2 separate regions of the Bos taurus genome follow, and region 2 is linked to region 1. The links are chromatin contacts, called in public Hi-C maps. All regions are on one chromosome and are shown on one strand. The core of a region is the stretch at or near the end of the contact, and the rest is flanking DNA. Distances in the headings are between cores, read along the strand shown.

Region 1 (4,365 bases), core at 1,102-3,601:
TTTTTTAATAACTCATTTTCTGAAATATACTCTGTAGAATATACTTCTAAACAAACTCTCTTTTTGACAGACTCTTAGAAATGAATGACAAAACTTGCCTTACCTTATTCACGCACTATTTTGACTCCTTTTCAGAAGCCATATGACTCGGTACACCTTTTCAGATGACCAGTAACTACTCAACATAGCATTCATGAGCTGCAATAAATATAATTCCTAAAGAAAAAAATCCTTTTAAACTGACCAATTTCAATCAGCCCTATAATCCCTTGAGAAAAATTAATTATGCTGCCAATAGTCATATTACCTTACAGTAGTAAAAATTAGTCTAAAAACATTCTTTCCAAGTCTTATCCTTCTCTTTCCCTCATCACATCATAAAGAAATAGATGGCTGAATAATTTCTATATATTTTTCATATACAGCATACAAGAATATATAAACATTCTGATTTTACACTAAGATACTGGATAGTGACTCATTACCTTCATATTTAAAATAAAAATGCCAATTAAGGGCTGAACAAAATTTACTACCCACTTACCTATTAGCCACAATGTAATTCAATCTATTTATAGTAACTTCCAAAGAATTAAATATGGAACTTCTCTCTGAGATAAAAACAGATGTAGAAGGGCAAATTCCTTTACCTATAAAACACATTATCCTTCTGAAGTGATCTCAGCTTCCTAGTATTTAGATTTTAAGTAACTTTAAACACTTCTCCAAAATACACTACAAGAAATAAAGAAAAGATTGGCTGAAACTCTGCAAGGAGAATGATACTGGGCCTATTCTTCTAGATTCAATTCCAAGCTTCACCAGTTACTAGCTGTGTGATCCTATGCATATTAATTACTAAACTTCTCTCTATCCCTCAATTTCCTCATCTATAAAACAAAGAAGGTAACAGTACCAATCTCACAAGATTATCAGAGGACGGAGTGAGTGAGTGAGTGAGGGAGAGACATGAGGCATGTCTCAGAAGAACGCCTGGCAGCTTAGCTCCCCACGGATCAGCTGGGATCACCTCTATTACTCCAGAGCCACAGTAGCCACTTCCTCTCCAGCCCAACCATTCCTGTTACTCCTGTTATACTCCAGTTTTAACCAAATGAGGTAATTGACCCAGATTTTTCTGTGAGTACAGGAAATCACAAATAAAATTATACAGACAACAAAAACAAATACCAATATCCAGACAATAAAAATGATTAATACCTATCCGGTCAACAAAAATGGTTGTTAACACCATAGCTTGGGATGGGGTGATGAACCTCGTTTTAAGCTTTCTATCAGGTTAAGCCAAAAAATCATTTATTCCATCTAGGCAAATCAACACTGGTTTCTCATTGGCTAAGGGAAAGCAACATAGATTTATTGCTGTGTGGGAATCTATTTTTCCATTCATAAAAGCATAGTCCTTCCCATCAGTTACAAGAAACCCTCTGCATTTTCCCCACAATACTCAAGCAAAGTTGGCCCAGAGGTTTAACAGACACTTGATAAATAACTCAGGCTAAAATGGGTGTTTCCTATGAGTGCCGTGTACTCATTTAGTTTCATTACCAGACAATGTTGTTGGTTCTGTCCTTTCTCCACCCATCCAAGGTTTCTAGACAACAGGTAATTGCAAAGAAAGTCTAACCTTGTCCTGTGAGCTGTGTCCTCAAGTCACACAGCTAATACTAGAGCTTGCCAAAAAGCAGATTTCAGTACAGAAAATGACTCAATAAAGGGACCGAAATGGCAAAAAAAAAATCCCATTTTATTTTATAGAATAGGTTTGAAACTCTAAGAAGAGTTTATAAAGTAATTAAGACACATATATCAATTAATCTTTTCTTAAGGAATTATTCAAGTGGAATGAAACCCTATTACCCATTTAATAACATATTATGAATGTGTTATATGCTTTGGGAGGTAGGTGTGTGTAAAAGTGAACAGAAGTGAGCCACGAATTGGAAACTCAGTACTGAAAGTTTTATTTTGCTCAGGGGAAATCAGGAATATTCTCACAATTCTATTTACCAAGGCAGCCTGGTTTATTTATAAAACCTTGGCCACGAGTGGCCAGAATCAAGGCATTTCAATGGAGCTGTCTTTTACTTTCTTCCTTTTTTTCCTCTACCCCCCACCTCATTCTCCTTAAGAAGCATCTCCGGTGCATGCTTGGTTTCTAAAGGTCTGATGAGACTATGGATGCTCCGGTGAATACTTAAGTCTGAAAGAAATATTTCTCTTTCCCTCCTTTGAGTCAGAAAATTCTGAACACAAGAGGATCCATTCAAGGCATGATAGAGTGCCTCACAGAGGCAGCAATATGTTCACAGTTGGCAAACAGAGATCTGTTTGGACAGTGAGCACAGCCATCCACTCAGCAAACATCAGCTTCCCTATTAGTTCACAGCAGAAAGAACCAGACGCTGGCGGCCCTTCTTTCAGTCTCCAACACCACTTTGGGGCAAGCCTTCTAAACAAAATGCCTTTGTCCAACAGTTACAATTCAGTGAGTCCCAACGGCTTTCCTAGAAGCTATGTCTGTCTATTCACAATTGAATTTGGGCCCAAAAATCATTTCTAAAGGTCTAGAGGAAAAAAGTAATGGGGAAAAAAAATTTCCATTGAAAATAATAGACAAGGAGTGACTGAATGGCTTTATACAATCAGCTAGAACAGCAGCAGGAAAGGCATGAAGTGTGTGATGTATCTAAAGGGCTATCAATCCCCTCAAGGTGGTTTTGGGAAAACAATGTTTGCACTGAAACCTGGAAGGACACCAAGTATAACCTTTCAAAGGAAGTTAGAGAAGAGAGAGCAAATCAAACAGCAAGCTCCCTGTGGAGTGTGTGAATATGACACTCCTCTCCACAAGGCTTCAAAATAATATGCAAGTTAAATACTATCTTCAGAAAGACACTAAAACTGGTTAGGACATCTGGTTCTACCCAACCTTTCACTAAATTCTCAGTCATGAGTTTAAATTCACATATATACACACAAAAGGCAGAAAACAAATGCATGGCCTGTCTTGCTTTCTCCCACTGTAGGCATGAACTTGCTATATGAGTACTTGTTCCTACAGACCCACTAACACAATTCTGCCATTTTTCCTAGTATAAACATGAAATCAAATAAAAAATATGAGTATATTCACAGGAGAAGGTTAGGGGAAGAGAGGGCAGTGTCCTCCAGGATAGTACACTGTCCATAGCTGATAACACTAACATATTCTTATTACTAAGAATTCACTTGTTACCTTACCTCTTTTCACCAACATTATTTCTATATAGTTGGAAATGAATAAATCTGAGAACTTCCCATTTAACATACTTCTGACAGCAAAGACTCTTACATAGTAAAACTACTGCCAGCCCATAGTCAGGTTCTGTAGAGCCTAGAAGCTAAAAATGGTTTTCATATCTTTAAAGGTTGTAAAAGAAATAAAGAATATGCATCAAAGACCATATGTGTGCAAAGAAAAATATTTACTATCTTGTCCTTTACAGAAAAAGTCTGCCAACCCTGAAAACCAGTAAAAAGCCTCAAATAACTCCTGATTCTATTTAAGCCAAATCATGAATGTGGAGCCAACTTACGAGTATGCTTTCAAATAATCTCTTCCAGGAGTCAAAGACCAGACTCAGGAAGATGAAAATGACACAGTTGAGGACCAAAGGACCTCACCAGGACTCTGCTCATTCAACAACAAAGGGCTAATAAGACAATCCTAAGATCTAATAATAAGACAAACTCTTTATCCTCTGGGAAGATACCTTAAAAATTGTTCAACTTGGAAGAATTCCTGAATAACACTGGCCCTTACCAGAAGCTGTTAGTTGGATCAAGTGAGTCCAAGAATACGCAAGTACCTACCAGAGGGTGGGAGAGATCTTTATTTGTTATCACATGGGGCATTCTGGTCTCCTTGTAGAATATGCCAAAGGAAATATGGACCAAGTAAAAGACAAAGCAAGGTGGAAGGAGTTACATATGAAACTCTTTCTTTTTCCTACAAGCACAAATTCAACCTCAGATAGCTATCTTTTTTAATGAATAAAGAAAAGAAGCTTTTTATGAAGGGAAGGCTCAGTCTAAATTTCTAACCTAGAAGCTGAAAAGCCATTAAAGAGGAGGGAAAAAACAGGTAATCTGAAATTCTGGATGTTGTAACTTCAAATTCCTTCCTCAAGCTGGCTGATTTAACTTCGTCTGGGCACCTGACAAATGTGAGTTGCCAGCTCAATTGCAATTCAGCTGCCTTTTAAGGAGAGTTAAGATCAAGTCTCACCCACTCCAGTGTTCTTGCCTGGAGAATCCCAGGGACCACGGAGCCTGGTGGGCTGCCATCTATGGGGTCGCACA
Region 2 (4,365 bases), core at 1,159-3,658, 340 kb after region 1:
GCCTCCCTGTCCATCAGCAACTCCCGGAGTTCACCCAAACTCATGTCCATTGAGTCAGTGATGCCATCCAACCATCTCATCCTCTGTCGTCCCCTTCTCCTCCTGCCCTCAATATTTCCCAGCATCAGGGTCTTCTCAAATGAGTCAGCTCTTTGCATCAGGTGGCCAAAGTACTGGAGTTTCAGCTTTAGCATCAGTCCTTCCAAAGAAATCCCAGGGCTGATCTCCTTCAGAATGGACTGGTTGGATCTCCTTGCAGTCCAAGGGACTCTCCAGAGTCTTCTCCAACACCACAGTTCAAAAGCATCAATTCTTCGGCACTCAGTTTTCTTTATAGTCCAACTCTCACATCCATACATGACCACAGGAAAAACCATAGCCTTGACTAGACAGACATTTGCAGCTTCTGGTGACCAGCTTCATTTTTTTACACATCTGAGAGGTAGCTCCTGCAGCAGAAATAGCATGGCATTTAGCATCAGAAAGACCAGGTTTCCACCTTCTTTCGCTGTTGGTGGGAATGTAAATTAGTGCAGCTACTATGGAAAACAGTATGGAGGTTCCTCAAAGCACTAAAAATAGAGTTGTCATATGATCCAGTAATCCCATTCCTAGGCTTATACTCAGAATAAACTACAATTTGAAAAGACACATGCACCACTATGTGCATAGCAGCACTTTTTACAGTAGCCGAGGCATGGAGACAAATAATGACAGATGAATGGGTAAAGATGTGGTATACATATACAATGGGATATTACTCAGCCATAGAGAAGAATGAAGTAATGCCATTTGCAGCAACATGCGTGGACCTAGAGATTATCATACTAACTGAAGAAAATGGGAAAGAGAAAGACAAATACCATATGATGTCACTTATATGTGGAATCTCAAATACAGTACAAGTAAATATATCTATGAAACAGACACAAAGACGTAAAGAACAGACTTGTAGTTGTTAAGGAGGGGATGCAGGAGGGAAAGATTTGGGAGCTTGCAATTAGCAGATGTAAACTATTATATAAAGTATGTGTAAATAACAAGGCCCTACTGTATAGCTCAGGGAACTATATTCAATATCCTCTGATAAACTATAATGGAAAAAATTTATATATATAACTGAATCACTTTGCTATTATATAGCAGAAATTAACATAACATTGTAAATCAGCCATATTTCAATAAAATTTTTAAAAAAGACCTGAGTTCCATACTGAGGATTCCATCTGATATATACAGAAGAATGAAAAAATTAGAAAATTAATACTCTTCTAACCTCAGTGCAGCAACTGATTAAAGCACAGCAGATACCTATACATGATCACCTGTGTATCGTTTTTAGGAAAAATGTGTAGTTTGAATCTAATCATAAGGAAACAATCAAACTCAGATTACTGGGACATTTTACAAAGCAGTACCCTTGGCACTTCAAAATTGTCTGTATCATGAAAGATTACTGGTACAATTGGGGAAATTTAAATATGGAATTTCTATTAGATAACACTAGTGCCTCAGTGTTAAGTGTCTTGGGAGTATGAATGACATTATGGTTATGTAAGAGAAGGTTCTATTGGTGAATTGGGTATGTTAGTGTTTTTCATGCTTTCTTCTAGCTTTTCTGTAGGTTCGAAAATTTCAAATTAAAAGGTAGGAGAACAAAAAGGGGAAAACAAAGATTATAGCTTTAGTAACTTGCAAAAAATGAAAGGCCTAACTTTTGCCCAGACATACAGGAATGCTGTTCAATAATCTCTGAGAATATTGATAAATGTAGATCACAGGGTAAGGAGTGTAAGACAGAAACTGCTTTGACCTCTTCGGTACCAAGATGAACCTGTCTTCCTAGCATAGGAATGATGGACACATGTATTTGGTTATACCATGAAGACACAGCATTCATGTAGACACTTTAATGGGCATCTTTAATATATTTTTTGGTCTTTCCAAATATTACAGGTCCTTAATTGGATTAAAAAACGTTCCAGTGCTCATTCATAATGCGCACTTCCCTCAGCTTTTTACTAGCTATTCAGCTTCAACTTTGAGTGAACCCTCCCTTCTCATAATGGCTTGGGGTTTAAGGAGAGCAAAGTTCAATTTTTATCATCCCTAACTGGGAATTGTCAAATTTAAAGACTTTCAATCTGCAAGATGTTTGGACCTAAAAAGAGATTTGTGCCTCAACTTGTACTTACCTAATTCCGATTTTATCTGCCTCTTGTATATCTGACCCTCAAATGTGTTTTGAAATCATCTGGAATTTATCAGAATTTTCCCCTGTTTTCACAAAGAAAAACAACTTAAGTGTGTCACCGGCAAACTTGTGCAGCTCACTGTTGGTTGGCTTTCCCCAGCCCTGCAGCTGGAAGGAAATGCTCTTATTGGCAGACTTGACGCGCCAGGCAGCCTCCCACAGGCTACTGTGGAGATGTCTGTCTTTTCAGAGCCGCTGCTCCTATCTTGTTTTATCCTGGACGTAGAGGAGTCACAGACAGAACTGATTATGACAGTGGCGGTGATTGATGGGTGCTTTGGCCACCAAGGAGAGGGGAAGAAACTAAGAAAACAGGAAGAGAGAAAGTGGTGGAGGTGTCTGGGGAAGAGAGGTGGAGAAAAGATGGAGAGGAGAGAAGGACAACAAGAGAGGAGTCAGAACATAGAGGAAAACATTCCTGAGGCCAAAAACAGCTTCTTGCGTCACTCACAGATCCAGAGCCTGGGTCTGCAGAGTTGATTCCGGGACAGAGGAGCGATGGGAGCCATGGGCTGTCCGTGTACATTTGACAAAAGTTGTTTGTAGGGACAAAAGGGAAATAAATTGAGGGAAAGGGCAAAAAAAAAAAAAAAAAAGAGTGAGAAAGGAACTGCTCTAAGTATCCTGAAATGTTTTCAGATGATGTTTGTTTTTAAAGTTGCTATTAGGGACAAACCTTTAAGTCCTTTTAAATGGGAGATTTATATTCATTTAGGTCCTTCTCTCGGAGAAGGCAATGGCACCCCACTCCAGTACTCTTGCCTGGAAAATCCCATGGATGGAGGAGCCTGGAAGGCTGCAGTCCATGGGGTCGCTGAGGGTCGGACATTACTGAGCGACTTCACTTTCACTTTTCACTTTCATACATTGGAGAAGGCAATGGCACCACACTCCAGTGTTCTTGCCTGGAGAATCCCAGGGGTGGGGGGAGCCTGGTGGGCTGCCATCTATGGGGTCGCACAGAGTCGGACACAACTGAAGTGACTTAGCAGCTTAGCAGGTCCTTCTCTTGGGATTTTTGAAAGAGGAAAGGACCAAATTTTTCAGTGAGAAACTCAACATACTTTTTGATCCAACTATACCTACGTATGTGAAAGGGGAAAGGGAGGGAAGAACAGGGAGGATGTGTTCACTAAAGCCCTCTAAGGGTATCTTCATTATTCCCACTTTGCAGATGGCAAAACTGAGGTTCTAGTGTTAAATAATGAAGCTTACCCAGCTAATTAATGTTGAATCCTGGTTTTGAACTTAGGAATACTTGACTCTGAAGTGTGTAATTTTCATTTTTCCCTAGTAGATCAGTATACAGGTGCACTCCAACTTTTAAAAGCACATATGTACATCTGAAAATTGAACTATGAGATACCCAAGTATATAGGGCTGGTCTGAAGCCAAGGACATAATAAGAATGGAGATGATGCTGCATATGTACAGAGGAGACATTATTAGAACTTCTGATTCTACTCCCAGTTACAAAAAAAAAAAAAAGAACTGAACAAAGAGAGTCCTTGCTATTTCTTTTTTTTTTATTAAACACTTAGAACAAAGAAGGAACTAAAATCAAATGTCCGTTTCTGTGTATTGATGTTAAAATCCCAGAATTCCTGTCTAGAGCATTGCTGTGGCTAGTTTTCCATCTTGCAGTGCTTCATGTGCGGATTCTGGCCCTTGATGTGGAGATGGCCTGGGATGGTTGCCGTATGGAATGTTCCTGAACATCTGCTCGAGGAGGTGTGGGCTTAAACAAATGAATATGATGAGAAGCAGTCTGGCAGAACAGACAGAGACCAGGGCTGTGTGACCTTGAGTAATTCAAAACCTCTTAATCTTGTTGTCCGTCTTGGTAACATGTGGTGGAGGTTAAGCTAGATAATTTCTAAGACTCCTTCCATAGCTAAGATTCCATAGCTTAAAATAAATCCCAAAGGAGCAAAAGTATGTATGTGACCAAAATCCCTGTCCCTGAGAAGTCTGTATCACTAAGAATGTTATCTCCTTGAGGACTGGGAACTTCCAGCTAGGTCCCCCTCTATCCATCTTACAAGCAGTGGGCATGTAATAAACACTGCATGCTGTGTATTGCCCAATTGGATTCTTGTTGGACAGATTTG

The links. Hi-C and Micro-C count contacts between places; a contact is called where the count stands out from the background.
Region 2: a contact with region 1 is called in a Hi-C map of liver, with 2.6 times the contacts expected there. The contact joins two enhancer-like sites. A contact is called at or near these places in 2 of 11 Hi-C or Micro-C datasets (liver and skeletal muscle).

What each region holds. Positions count from the first base shown.
Region 1 is chr1:95,316,285-95,320,649 of ARS-UCD2.0, forward strand. The region is part of intron 2 of FNDC3B (fibronectin type III domain containing 3B); the gene reads right to left. Among named protein-coding and RNA genes, the nearest start is that of FNDC3B, 88 kb to the right of the region's middle. Within about 2 kb of position 2,352, at least 18 of the 102 cell types and tissues checked have an H3K27ac peak or open chromatin away from gene starts, as enhancers often do. A contact at or near this core is called in liver, where this site is marked.
Region 2 is chr1:95,653,808-95,658,172 of ARS-UCD2.0, forward strand. No RefSeq gene overlaps it. Among named protein-coding and RNA genes, the nearest start is that of TMEM212, 5.6 kb to the left of the region's middle. Within about 2 kb of position 2,409, at least 38 of the 102 cell types and tissues checked have an H3K27ac peak or open chromatin away from gene starts, as enhancers often do. A contact at or near this core is called in liver, where this site is marked.